Regions from separate parts of the Rattus norvegicus genome. Here region 2 is linked to region 1. A link is a contact called in public Hi-C data. All regions are on one chromosome and are shown on one strand. Each heading gives the region's core, a stretch centred on a gene start, on an enhancer-like site or on the middle of the called end of the contact. The rest is flanking DNA. Distances are from core to core; before and after follow the strand shown.

What was found. A called contact is a pair of places that touch in the nucleus more often than the background predicts.
Region 2: a Hi-C map of kidney shows a contact between it and region 1, with 4 times the contacts expected there. The contact joins the enhancer-like site here to the promoter of Akap8l in region 1. A contact is called at or near these places in 12 of 12 Hi-C or Micro-C datasets (the A7r5 cell line, the Rat2 cell line, Schwann cells and 7 more) and 1 of 1 datasets of contacts at active chromatin or transcription factors (oligodendrocytes).

What each region holds. Positions count from the first base shown.
Region 1 is chr7:12,008,322-12,014,259 of GRCr8, forward strand. It overlaps Akap8l (A-kinase anchoring protein 8 like), which reads right to left and starts at 4,490. Exons shown (of 14, transcript NM_001013946.1): 1 at 4,394-4,490. The coding sequence starts at 4,406. It overlaps LOC134479821 (a long non-coding RNA gene), which reads left to right and starts at 4,590. Exons shown (of 2, transcript XR_010053572.1): 1 at 4,590-4,868; 2 at 5,860-5,938.
Region 2 is chr7:12,140,798-12,146,961 of GRCr8, forward strand. It overlaps Cyp4f39 (cytochrome P450, family 4, subfamily f, polypeptide 39), which reads left to right. Exons shown (of 14, transcript NM_001399679.1): 7 at 142-266; 8 at 2,826-3,093. Among named protein-coding and RNA genes, the nearest start is that of Cyp4f17, 27 kb to the right of the region's middle. Within about 2 kb of position 3,029, at least 13 of the 93 cell types and tissues checked have an H3K27ac peak or open chromatin away from gene starts, as enhancers often do. A contact at or near this core is called in hepatocytes, kidney and liver, where this site is marked.

The DNA of each region.
Region 1 (5,938 bases), core at 3,240-5,739:
CTAGCAAGTGCAAGGCCCTGGGTTCGGTCCCCAGCTCCGGAAAAAAAAAAAAAAAAAAAAGGAAAAAAAAAGATATCCGATGCCCTCTTCTGGTGTGTCTGAGGACAGCTACAGTGAACTTACATATAATAAATGAATAAACCTTTAAAAAATTTTATTTATTTTATATATGGGTGTTTGGCCTACACACCAGAAGTGTGCTGGTACCTGTGGAAGCCAGAAAGCATTGAATCCCTTGGGACCAGAGCTATACATAATTGTGACTTGTCATATGGGTGCTAGGAATGAACCCAGGTCCTTGGCAAGAGTAACCAGTGCTCTTAACCACTGAGCCATCTCTAGCTAAGGCCTCAACTTGTTTTTTGTTTTAAAGACAAGACCTCTGTATGTGCTGTGAGCTGATCTTGAGCTAGATTACTCTCTCCTCAGGCTCCAGAGTGCTGGGAATAAAGACAGGACGACCACACCTGGCATCAAATCTAAACCTTTCCAGCTTGAGGATACAAAGGAATATTCCGCACTGGACCTGACCCTCCTAATGTGACAGGTTGCGATCCAAATGCAAATAAACAAAATCACATAATTATTTTATATAAATGACCATCAGGCAACTGGGCATGGTAGTACACACATGTGATCCCAGCACTCAGGAGGCTATGTGTACAGGGTGCAATGAAATGTAAATGATTTCCTGTCTAGTCTTGGGTCTGACCCAAGACATCACTAGAGAGTCCAAAATACAAAATATCTCAAAGTCCTTTTGGTCTGAAGCATTTAGATAAGGGACACTCACTCTGCAGTGGTCACTATAAAGCCAGACAGAGTACACCTCTACTCTTATACTCTGGGAAGGCAGAAGCAGGACTATGAGTTTTAGGAATGCCTAGCTTACATAGGGAGGCCTCGTCTAACATATGTATCCTGTCCATCTTTTCACACTGCTGAAATGATTAAAAACACTAGTCCCATGACTCAAAAAGTAATTTGGGACAGCATTTCCAACAAAAATAACAGTTACAACAGAAACTTATATCAGATACCATGCGTGTGGGTGCGCGGACTTCCAGACAGCTGTTCGGTGAAGGTTTGCAGCCTACATACCAGCGCTCATGAGACCGAGGCAAGTACTGCCTTGAGTTCAAGGCGCTGAAACAGAGTGAGACTCCTCCCCACCCCCCAACACACACAAAACCATAGCAACAACAGTCAACACTGAACACTGAGTAAATGCTTCCCTGCTGGATGCTTTAGCTGAATATCTCACTTCATCCTCATCGAGGCCAGTGTGGCAAGACCCTATTTAAAGTTCTTTAAAAGTCAATACGCCAGTCCAAAAGCATTCTATACATCAAGGACTCTCAGAACTGGGGATGAGGCTGGATAGCTCATAGCACTTCATAAGCAGAGCAAGTGCCCTCTGCAAATGTGAACGATTTTACATTAAGGCCAAAGGAACCTGAAGAATGGATACTGTTTATGAATGTGGTGCAAAATTAATATGGTTTTTGCTTCTGTGGTCCTTGAGCTGACCTCAGGGCCCCTGGCAAGCTAAGCCAACACTACATCACTAAGCTGGACTCTAGTCCCTAGTGTATTTAGTTACAGAGTGGCACCCTGACCCCAGGTGAAGAGACCATACTTCTTCAGAGTAGAATTCCAAACACATCCAGTACCAGGGCTCCAAAAAAGAAAGCTGTGGACTCAACTTCCGCTTTACTTCCCAATGGAAGGGTCAGATCCTAGGTCTTGGGGAAGGAGAAAACACAAATACAAAGACTGAGTCTTTTCTATCCTTCCTAAAGAGGTTGTGTTCAATTAGATCTTTCCCACTTCTGGGGGTCCAGGACCTTCCCAAGAGGCTTATAGTTCAAGTACTGATGATTTAATAACTGTCTATAAAAATCACTGAGGTGGGGGCGGGGCACAACTGGAGAGATGGTTCAGTGGTTAAGAGTATTGTTCTTCTAGAGGACCAGGATCTAATCCCAGAGCCCATGGGGGTGACTCAGAATCATCTCTAACTCCAGTTTTAGAGAGTTATAGGCACTCGCATGCAGTACACAGACATACACACTCAGGCAAAATTCATATGAGCAAAAATAATTTATTTTTACAAACAAACAAACACTGAAGGGCTGGACAGATGCTGCTCAATCATGAGGACGAGAGTCAGATGCTAGAAGTCATGTCAGGCAGTTCACTCACAATCATCTGTTTTTTAACTCCAGTTCCAAGGGACCCATGTTCTCTTCTGGCCCCCAGGGGCACCTTCGTACAAGGCTGACACACTCACACAAACACATTCACGTAGATGCATAGAGATATATGTAAATAAAATAAAATGTTAAATAGAACAATAAACCCACTGAAAGCAAGGCCGGGCAAAGCTCTCAGCCAGTAAAGTGCTTATTACACAAGCATAAAGACCTTAGTATCATCCCCAGACTCACAGAAAGAACTAGAAAAGACAACATAATCCTTGGCCTTGCTGACCAACCAGTTTAGTGTAATTGGCAAGTTCCAGGTTAATGGCACCCTGCATAAAAGAAGACAAGATAGATGGTACTAGAAAAATGACACCAAAGTTGACCTTTAAGGGGAAAGAACCATATTATAAAGTTACTGCTGGTTCTTTTAGTCTAACAAGATGAAAGGAAAACTAATCATTATCTCATTAGCTTGGCTACTTCAGTGCCCACAATACTCAGAATTTAAAACCTACAAGACCTGAAGCTGAAATTCGAGCTTAGCCATTAGCGAGCTAATTCAGTTTCCTCATCTGTAAAAATAAATGTGTCACTATCAAGCTATCCCATAATATAATCATTCACTCTCTTGTTCTTCAATAACCCTGTTCCTAACTGCAGAGCTGTTTTTACTTCTTGGTCACACCTGGTGAAGAGAGCTACATTTTAATTCTAGAGGCATCAAGCAGGAGTTCTACTTAGTAACTTTCTTTTCCAACTGACATTGCTGCAAACCCTTTAACAATCCTACTGAGACTTCAGATGTTTGACATCAAAAACTGTGGCGGAAGCTTTGCACTTCAGGCTGCAGAGTTGCAGCCCTACCCTTTATCCACTAGATGTCAGTAGCACTGCACACCGCCCCCACCCCCACATACCCACACTTTAGATAAGACAAAACAGGACTCCAGATAGTGCCAAATGTACCCCTGGAAGGTGCGAGGCAGGCGACATCACCCTGATTGAGAACCACTGGCCTAGGGGATGGTTGTTAGAAAACCCAAGGTTCTTGGCAAGCATTTGACCCAGGGGGCTTAGAAGGACTGGCTTGAGGCTCAGGTTCCGTTGAAAGTCTTAAACATTCCAAACAGAATGTGGGTTACCCAGCAACCACTTAAGTTCAAGCCTGAAATACCTCCAGTAAAGTGGGAGGCACTGCCGATAAGTTTCATTGGGCACTGCCAAGGCAAAACCAGGCATCCTTGGCAACTCACTCAAGAATGATTTTACAGTCACTCAAGCATATTCCGCACCCCCTCACCATGCTCGTCACCCACCTTCCTCTTTGCTCAAATATCACTGATCTAAGTAGGTAGGAGGTTCCAGCCCAGGATGTTTTACAGCAAGAGCTATCTTTACTCTCTCCTATATTGCGTACTTCTCTTCTTAAAACACCCTTCCCCAAGGCTTCAAAGCTCTCCATGGCTGAATTCCTTCAGGATACCCAAGGTCCAAAATACAATATACATTAATTTACTGGCCTACTAAGGTCTGTCCTCTCCTATAAGCTGCTTAAGAAATTCTTGTCAGCATTCATAGTGCCTATTCAGCACTGTAAGTTGAGTGAATTAGTGAAAACAGTCATTCTTCACTAAGGTTCAAACTCGGTCCCTAAAGCTCCCTGCAACGGTTCAGAGCCTTCGTATATGTTTACTGATTCCACAGCTCCCTGGGGGAGTGAGGTGGGGAGACTGGCGCTTTTGCGGAGTACCATGAGTAAGGATCTGCGACGTTTTGCACCGAAACTGCTCAGGGGAGGAGGCAATGGCGACAGCAGCCGACCGAAAGCACTGATCTCAGAAACTCAGGCCTGAGAAGCGACGTCTTAGACGTGGATGTCCGTGGGGCACTAGCCAGGGACGGACGGAGGTGGTGGAAGCCTGGACCTAACGTTGAGGCCCGGGAACTACGGTCACAGAAGACACAAGCAAGGCCTTGAGCAGCCAGGAGAGACCAAGATGCCCGGCTGAGGTCACTGAGAGCCGAAGCTTGAGGGATGCGACCCCGAAGTGAAGAGCCTAGGACGCCATTTTGTGACCACAGAGGGCAATGACCACGACACCACGGGAGGCGTGGGCGATCCTGACAAGACTCAGTCCGTCTTGTCACCCCGGCCTGGAGCGCGCCCTTCACCCTGTTGGGCCTACCTGTGTAGCTCATGGCCGCAGAGAACACCCGAGCCTTGGACACAGACCGCTACTCTGCGCGTCTGACGCCACAACAATCCCTGGGGTCCTTCCACACACGCCCCAGCCCCGCCTCCTTACCTCATTGGCTTGTGCAAACCTCGGACTTCACGCCTATTGGTTTAACTACCTGTCTATTTCCACACCTCTTCGCGACAGTGGTTAGAGATACTGCCAACCCCCGATGACCCCGCCTTACCCTCCTCCTCCTGTTAACAAAAGCCTGCGCCGATAGGCCAAGAGGAGAGAGAGTTCGAAGGGGCGGAGCTGGGTGCAACCCAGAGGTCTGAGCCTACGCGTGGCGGTCTCCCGGTGTCGGCGTGCTGGTCACTTGCGGGCAGGAGCAGAGGCGACCGACCGTCTTACGCCCCGCCACTGAAACGCTAGTCATACCCATTTATGTATTCCTTTGGGCTTCGGCTCCAAAACGAGAACGGTAAAGCCACGTTGAAATGAGAAAATTAGTATCTAACTGCTAAATAAGGTCCTGACAAACATTATGTGAGATAACATTAAAACAAATGAGGCAGGCCATGTGTAGTAGCTGACTTCTGTAACCCCAGAATACAGGAGCCTGAGGCAGAATGTCCTATATGCTATATGAATTCTAAGCCACTCTGGGCTTCAGTGAGTCCCTGTCTCAAGGAGGGGAAAAAGAATCGGGGCCAGTTTCACAAGTAAATATTTTCTTATTAATCATTACATAACAATTAATAGTACTTGTAAGGGTTGAGGATATAGTTTGGTGGAAAATCATTTTATAATAGTATGTACAGAAGGCCTTGTGTGAGCTCTCCCAACACTGCAAGATAAAAATGCATTTTTAAATAAACAAAACCAGGCCTTGGTGGCTTGTACCTGTAATCTCAGCACCTGGGCTCTGAGTCTGGAAGAACACTGAGTATAAAACCTCATCTCAAAATACATAGTTGGGCTTGGTGGCACACGCCTTTAATCCCAGCACTAGTAAGAAAGCAGATCTTTGTGAGTGTGTTTACATGGTAAATTTGTGGATAGCCAGGGAGGGTTACTTTGGTCTCAAAAAAAATTTTTTTAAGATTTATTTTTTCCTTTTTTTTTTTTTTTTTTTTTCGGAGCTGGGGATCGAACCCAGAGCCTTGTGCTTGCTAGGCAAGCGCTCTACCACTGAGCTAAATCTCCAACCCCAAGATTTATTTTTATTGTATATGTATTAGTGTTTTGCTTGAATGTATGTCTGTGTGAGGATGTCAGATCACTTGAACTGTAGTTTCAGATAATTGTGAACTGCCATGTAGGTGCTGGGAATTGAGCCTGGGTCCTCTAGAAAAGCAGCTAGTGCTCTTAACCACGGAGCCATCTCTCCTACCCCTCAAAAACTGCTTTGTAAATAAATGTTTATGTGTATGGTATTTGTTATATATTTGTGTATTGCTTGTTATACACAGGCAATACATCTAAACGTCCCATGTATTATTGCAAATGCTTCACACATGAGAACCTGTGTTCTACGCTCAGCTCCACAAA
Region 2 (6,164 bases), core at 1,779-4,278, 130 kb after region 1:
TGTGAGGCGGGCGAATGGAGCTGGAGGCGGGGCGTCCCTTACTACATATGAACTGGGTTGGCGCTGGGGATCCTGCTTGGCTCCTGTCTGAGCAGCTGGGGTTTGTGCTTTTCATGCCTGGTTGCCATGTCTCCCTTACAGGCTAAATGGCGGCGGCATCTGGCAGAGGGCTCGGTGACCTCCTTTGACATGTTCGAGCACGTCAGCCTCATGACCCTGGACAGCCTTCAGAAATGTGTGTTCAGTTACAGTAGTGACTGCCAGGAGTAAGTTTGGCCCCCAGGGTGGGTGGGAATGGGAGGAGGGGGGGGGTTGGTCTCTATTGTGCTGCAAGTTAGGACCCATGCGCCCTCAGAAAGACACCTTCGTTTCTTTCTATTTCTTTCTGGGTGGCCCCCAAGGTGACATCACCTCTCTCAGCTTCAGTTCTCTTATTAAAAGGATTAAATGAGATTTGGGCTGGTCCATGCCTAGGATCTCTAACTCAGCCATTTGAGAGGTTGAGGTGAGAGGATGCCGAATTTGAGTTAAGCCTGGACAACGTACTGAAAGCCAGTCTCAAAAAACCCCAGACATCATGGTGGCACATGATCTCAGTGCTCTGGAGTCAGAGGTGGGTGGACTGCTTTAAGTCAAGGCTAGCTCGCGCTATCCTGGGTCATCTTGGAAGAACTTACCTAAAAATCAAGCAAGCAAGCAAACAATAAACAACAGACAAACAAACAGAAATTAAAACAAAGAACATATAAATGCATAATTAAGTAAGCAAACCAATGTCGGTGTCTCGGCACTTAACACTCAGGAGACACTCTCTCCCCATTTCTCCACAGACAGGGTATAGCCTAGAGATGTCCAACTCTTCCTTTCATTTCGTAGTTCTCCTTTCTCTTCTCCCTCCTCCTCTCCTTATCCCTTTTCTTCCCTCTTATCCCCTCCTCCTCCTCTTCTTTTCTTCCTGTATTGTTATTTTTCTTCTTTTTCTTGATGTATTGTTATTTTTCTTCTTTTTCTTCCTGTATTGTTATTTTTCTTCTTTTTCTTGATGTATTGTTATTTTTCTTCTTTTTCTTCCTGTATTGTTATTTCATCTTTATCCCCCTTTCTTCTTCCTTATCCCACTTCCTTTCCTTCCTTAAAAAAATATATACATATGAAAATTTTACTTTGTCTTTAAATCTTACGCCTATGTCTGTGCATAGGTACGTGCATATGCGTGCAGGCGCCTATAGAACCTAGAGGTGTCAGGCAATCTGGAGCTGCAGTTACAGGCAGCTGCGAGAGGTCCAGCATGGCTCTGGCAATCAAACCCGAATCCTCTGGGAGAGCAGCGTGTGCTCTTAAGGCCTGGGTCACGCCTCCGTCCTACCTTCCTGGTTTCTGACACAGACTTTCATACGGTACCCAGGGTGGCCCCCGAGCCCTCTGCTTCCACCTCCTGCGTGTTGGGATTACAGGACGGAGCCACAACCTCCAGTCCTTTGTAAGGCAAAGGTGAAAATATCTGACTCTGAGAGACGCTCTAGGGATAAAATGATTTGACAGTTTCCCTGGCGTATGAAAAGCGTTCAGTGAGTATTTGTTGACTGAACTAGTAAAATAACATTACTCAGTTCATGCCTCAATATTCGTTATGGGGCAGGTCTGAAGCAGCGTCTCTCAGGTAGAACATCCTCTACTCCATTTCTGGTCTTGTGAAATAAAATAAAATAAAATAAAATAAAATAAGATAAAATAAAGCAGGTATGGGGCTGAGGTTACAAGCACATAGTGCCTTGCGGAGGACTAGAATTTGGTCCTAAGCATTCGTGACGGGCAGTTGAAAGCCACCTGTACTTCCACATCCGGGGGATCTGGTGCACTCTTCTGGCCTTGCAGGGCACCTGCCTGCACACACTCAGGAGCCCCTGTCCCTGGGGTTAATAATAAAGGCATGGCGGAGAGGTGTCTAAGTGAGTAGGAGCACTTGATGCTATTACAGAGGATCCGGCTTTGATCTTTAGCATCCACCTGGCAATTCACCACCGTCTGTAACTCTAGTTCCAGGGATCCGACATCTGCTCCTGGCTTCTGAGGGTACCAGGGACACATGTGGTGCATGTGTGTGCAAGCAAAGCACTTGGACACATAAAATAAATATAAGAATAAAATAATGAGAAGACAAAAAGCATTTAAATAAAGTAAGCCGTGTGTGGTGGTGTAATTCAAGTACTCAAGTGACTAAAGGCAGGAAAATCAGAAATTCAAGGTCATTCTTGGCTACATAGTGAGTTTGAGTTCGTCCCGGGCAACATAAGACTCCACTTAAAAAAAAAGAAAGAAAGAGAGAGAGAGAAAGAGAGAAAGAAAGGCTGCTGATATAGCTCAGTTGGTAAAGTGCTTGCCTTGAATAATACACAAAACTTTATATTCCATCTCTAGCACCATGCACACACGCACGCACGCACGCACTCACGCGCAGAGAGAGAGAGAGAGAGAGAGAGAGAGAGAGAGAGAGAGAGAATAGATTTAAAAAACTATATATGGGTCAGAGATGGCCCAGCTATTAAGAACACTTGCTGCCCTTAGAGAGCTCAGTGTCCAGTTCCAGACACCCACATGGCGGCTCGCAATCATCTGTAACTCCAGCCCCAGAGGATCAGACTTCCTTTTGTCTCTTCAGACGCTGCACACAGCTGGTGCACAGACATACGCTCTGGCAAACATGCATACTCATAACAGAAAAAAAAAGGTTAATATAAGATCTCTGTTTGTCGTTATGCAACGGACCCTGGGCCCCACGTGTGTCTCTGGGCCGTACAAGTGGCTCACAGCCCTTCTCTCTGCAGGAAATTGAGCGATTACATCTCCTCCATTATTGAACTGAGCGCTCTGGTGGTGCGGCGCCAATACCGCTTGCATCACTATCTGGATTTCATCTACTACCTCACTGCCGACGGGCGGCGCTTCCGCCAGGCCTGCGACACGGTGCACAACTTCACTACTGAAGTCATACAGCAGCGGCGGCGGGCGCTGCGCGAGCTGGGTGCCGAGGCATGGCTGAAGGCCAAGCAGGGCAAGACCTTGGACTTCATAGACGTGCTGCTGCTGGCCAAGGTGAGAATTGGTGGAAGCGGACTCCTGCCCCTAGAGGCCGGCTGGGAATTGCACTGAGTGCTCAAAGTTGTGGGGGGTTACAGCAAGGGGTCCGTAGCTCATAAATGTGGGAAGGCTCATTCAGCTATCACAACAGAGTACTTCAGTCCTTTGAATTTAGTGAGCCCCATTATGGTCTAGCGTGTGGTTTTTCCTGTGGAATATCCCTGTATACTTAAGAAAGCCGACTGCAAGTCCAACTGGTGTCAAAACAATTAAGCTCTGTACTGGAGACTGCACAGCGTCTTTCTTTTAAAACAAAGATTTTTAATTACGGTGGTTGGCCAAGCATGTAGTACCTGCCTTTACTCCTAATACTCAAAAGGCAGAGGCAGGCAGAGTCCTGTGAGTTAGAGGCCAGGGGAGTCTATATAGCAAGATCCAGGACAGCCTGATCTCGATATCTCTCTCTCTCTCTCTCTCTCTCTCTCTCTCTCTCTCTCTCTCTCTCTCTCTCTCTCTCTCTCTCTCTCTCCCTCCCTCCCTCCCTCCCTCCCTCCCTCCCTCTCTCCCTCCCCCTCCCTACCCCTTCCCCTCTCTTCCCTTCCTTCTCCCCTCCTCTCCTACTCCCCCTCTGTGTGTGTGGTGTGTGTGTGTGTGTGTGTGTGTGTGTGTGTGTGTGTGTGTGTGTGTGTTTCTCTCTGTTTATGGGGTGTACATGCCTGCTACAGAGCCCCTGTGGAGGTCAGAATACAACTCTTGGGAATTGGTTTTCTCCTTCAACCACGTGGGTCTGGTCCTAGGGATCAAACTCAGGTCCACCTGGCTTGGTGTCAAAGTGCCATCTTGCCAGCTCAACCTACTTATCCCCACCCCCTTCCTTTTCTTCTCCAGTTCTCAGGTTGGCCTCAATCCTCCTTCTCAGCCTCCTGGATGGTGAGATTACATGTCTGCCACCATGCCCAGCTAGTCTGTTTCCTACTCATGGATTAAAGTATACAAGAATATGTGTGTAGGTTCTGTGCAGATACTCTTGTTTTTAACTACGTGTCTATTGGTGGGTATGTGTATACAAGTGCCAATGCCCATGGCGGCCAGAAGAGGGCAGTAGATACCCGGAGTTACACATAGTTGGAAGCCAGTCCACACGGGTGCTAGGAAGTGAATGAGGATCCGTTAGAAGAGCAGTTCTTGTAACCACCGAGCAAACTTCCAGCCCCAATGCTCTTATTTTTGTTGTCACTGGAGTTCTGAGACTGAAAGCTAGGGCATAAAGAGTACAAGGCAAGTGCACTATCATTCAACTCACTCTTCTGTGGATTTATGTGTATGGTATGTATATACGTGTGTGTGCGTGTGGGTGTCGATACAGACACATCTGGATTTGGCAGCCAGAGCAGAAAGTTTGGTGTCTTCCTCTTTTACTCTCTGACTTACCACCTTGAGACAGAGTCTCTCACAGGACTGGAGTCTTGACATTTTATCTAGTTTGGTTGTTCAGCCAAAAATAGAGATCTGTGTGACTCTGTCCCTAGTGTACCCCAAACATGACTGACTTCCTTCCTTCCTTCCTTCCTTCCTTCCTTCCTTCCTTCCTTCCTTCCTCCCTCCCTCCCTCTCTCCATTTCCTCCCTCCCTCCCCTCCCTCCCTTCCCTCCCTCCCTCTTTTTCCTCCCTCCCTTTCTTCCCTCCCTCCTTCCTCCCCTCCCTCCCTCCCTTCCTTTCCTTTCTTCTTTTTTCACATGGGTGTTGGAGATCTAAACTCGAGTCTTCATATTTGTACTGCAAGTGCTCTTACCCTCAGAACCCTCCCTCCAGCCCCTTGTTTTTACATTTATTTTAAATATGTGTACACGTTTGTGTCTGAGTACCAGTGCCCTTAGCCCAGAAGGAGTTCAGACTCCTTGGAGCTGGAGTTACAGGCCGTTGTAAGCTACCTGATGTGGGCACTGAGAACCAAATCCAGAGCAGGAGCAGTGAGCTCTTCGCTGTCTTTCCAGCCTCCCTTGTCTGTTGCTTTATTTTTATTTTTTATTTATTTTTGAGGCAGTGTCTCATCTTGCCAATCCTAATCTCAAAATCCGTGTGTAGCTGAGGATGACTGAATTTCTGACCTCCTGCCTCCATCTTCCTAGTGCTGGTATCACAGGGGTATGACCCCCACATTCAGCTTCTTGTGTGGAATTTTTGATATAGCTCTCGATTCCAGCCATGGCTCTGCCACTTACAGGGTATTTGATGGCGATGGCAGCACCTGTCTCTTGTATCTTGGTGCTGGTAAGACCTGATGACAAAGTTGTTGGCTATCTTGCAGGATAAATGTCTGTCAGAGACCGCTCGATAAATACAGTTGTGCAGCATTAAGATTAAGCAGTGATGGGGTTGGGGATTTAGCTCAGCGGTAGAGCGCTCGCCTAGCAAGCACAAGGCCCTGGGTTCAGTCCTCAGCTCCAAGAAAAAAAGAAAGAAAGAAAGAAAGAAAGAAAGAAAGAAAGAGAGAAGGAGAGAAGGAGAGAAAGAAAAAAGATTAAGCAGTGGCATGCAAAAATGTCGATGGTCCCTTTGTAGACTTATCTCCATGGAATTTAGAATAGCTGGCTGTGGTGACACATAATCCCAGGACTTGGGGAGTCGAAACAGAATTGTCAATTTGACACTATGCTGGGTCACATAACAGGTGAAACATGGAGGCCAGAGGGCAAACTGTAGGAGCTGTTTCTCTTTTTATACCATGTGGGTTCTAGGAATTGAACTCAGGCTGTCGAGGTGGGCAGGAGACACCTTTTCTTATTGACCCATCCTTTTGTCTCCCTGACTCGTTTTTTGGGCTGTAACATAAACATCAAGTGATGTTGTATGAACTCCCTTTGACATTCCTCCCCTTTCTCCATTTGTCTTTCTTATGGTAGGCTGCATCCTTTGCTCTGCCTGGAACACTTACACCCTTTAGTTTAAGCGAGGTGGAGCAGGATGGCAAGCCAGGCACAGTGGTACACATCTGTAACCCCAAATTTTGGGAGACCGAGACAGGAGGATCTCACATTTGAGACCAGTCTGGGCTGCACACGGAGTCTCTGATAGAGTGGGGTGCA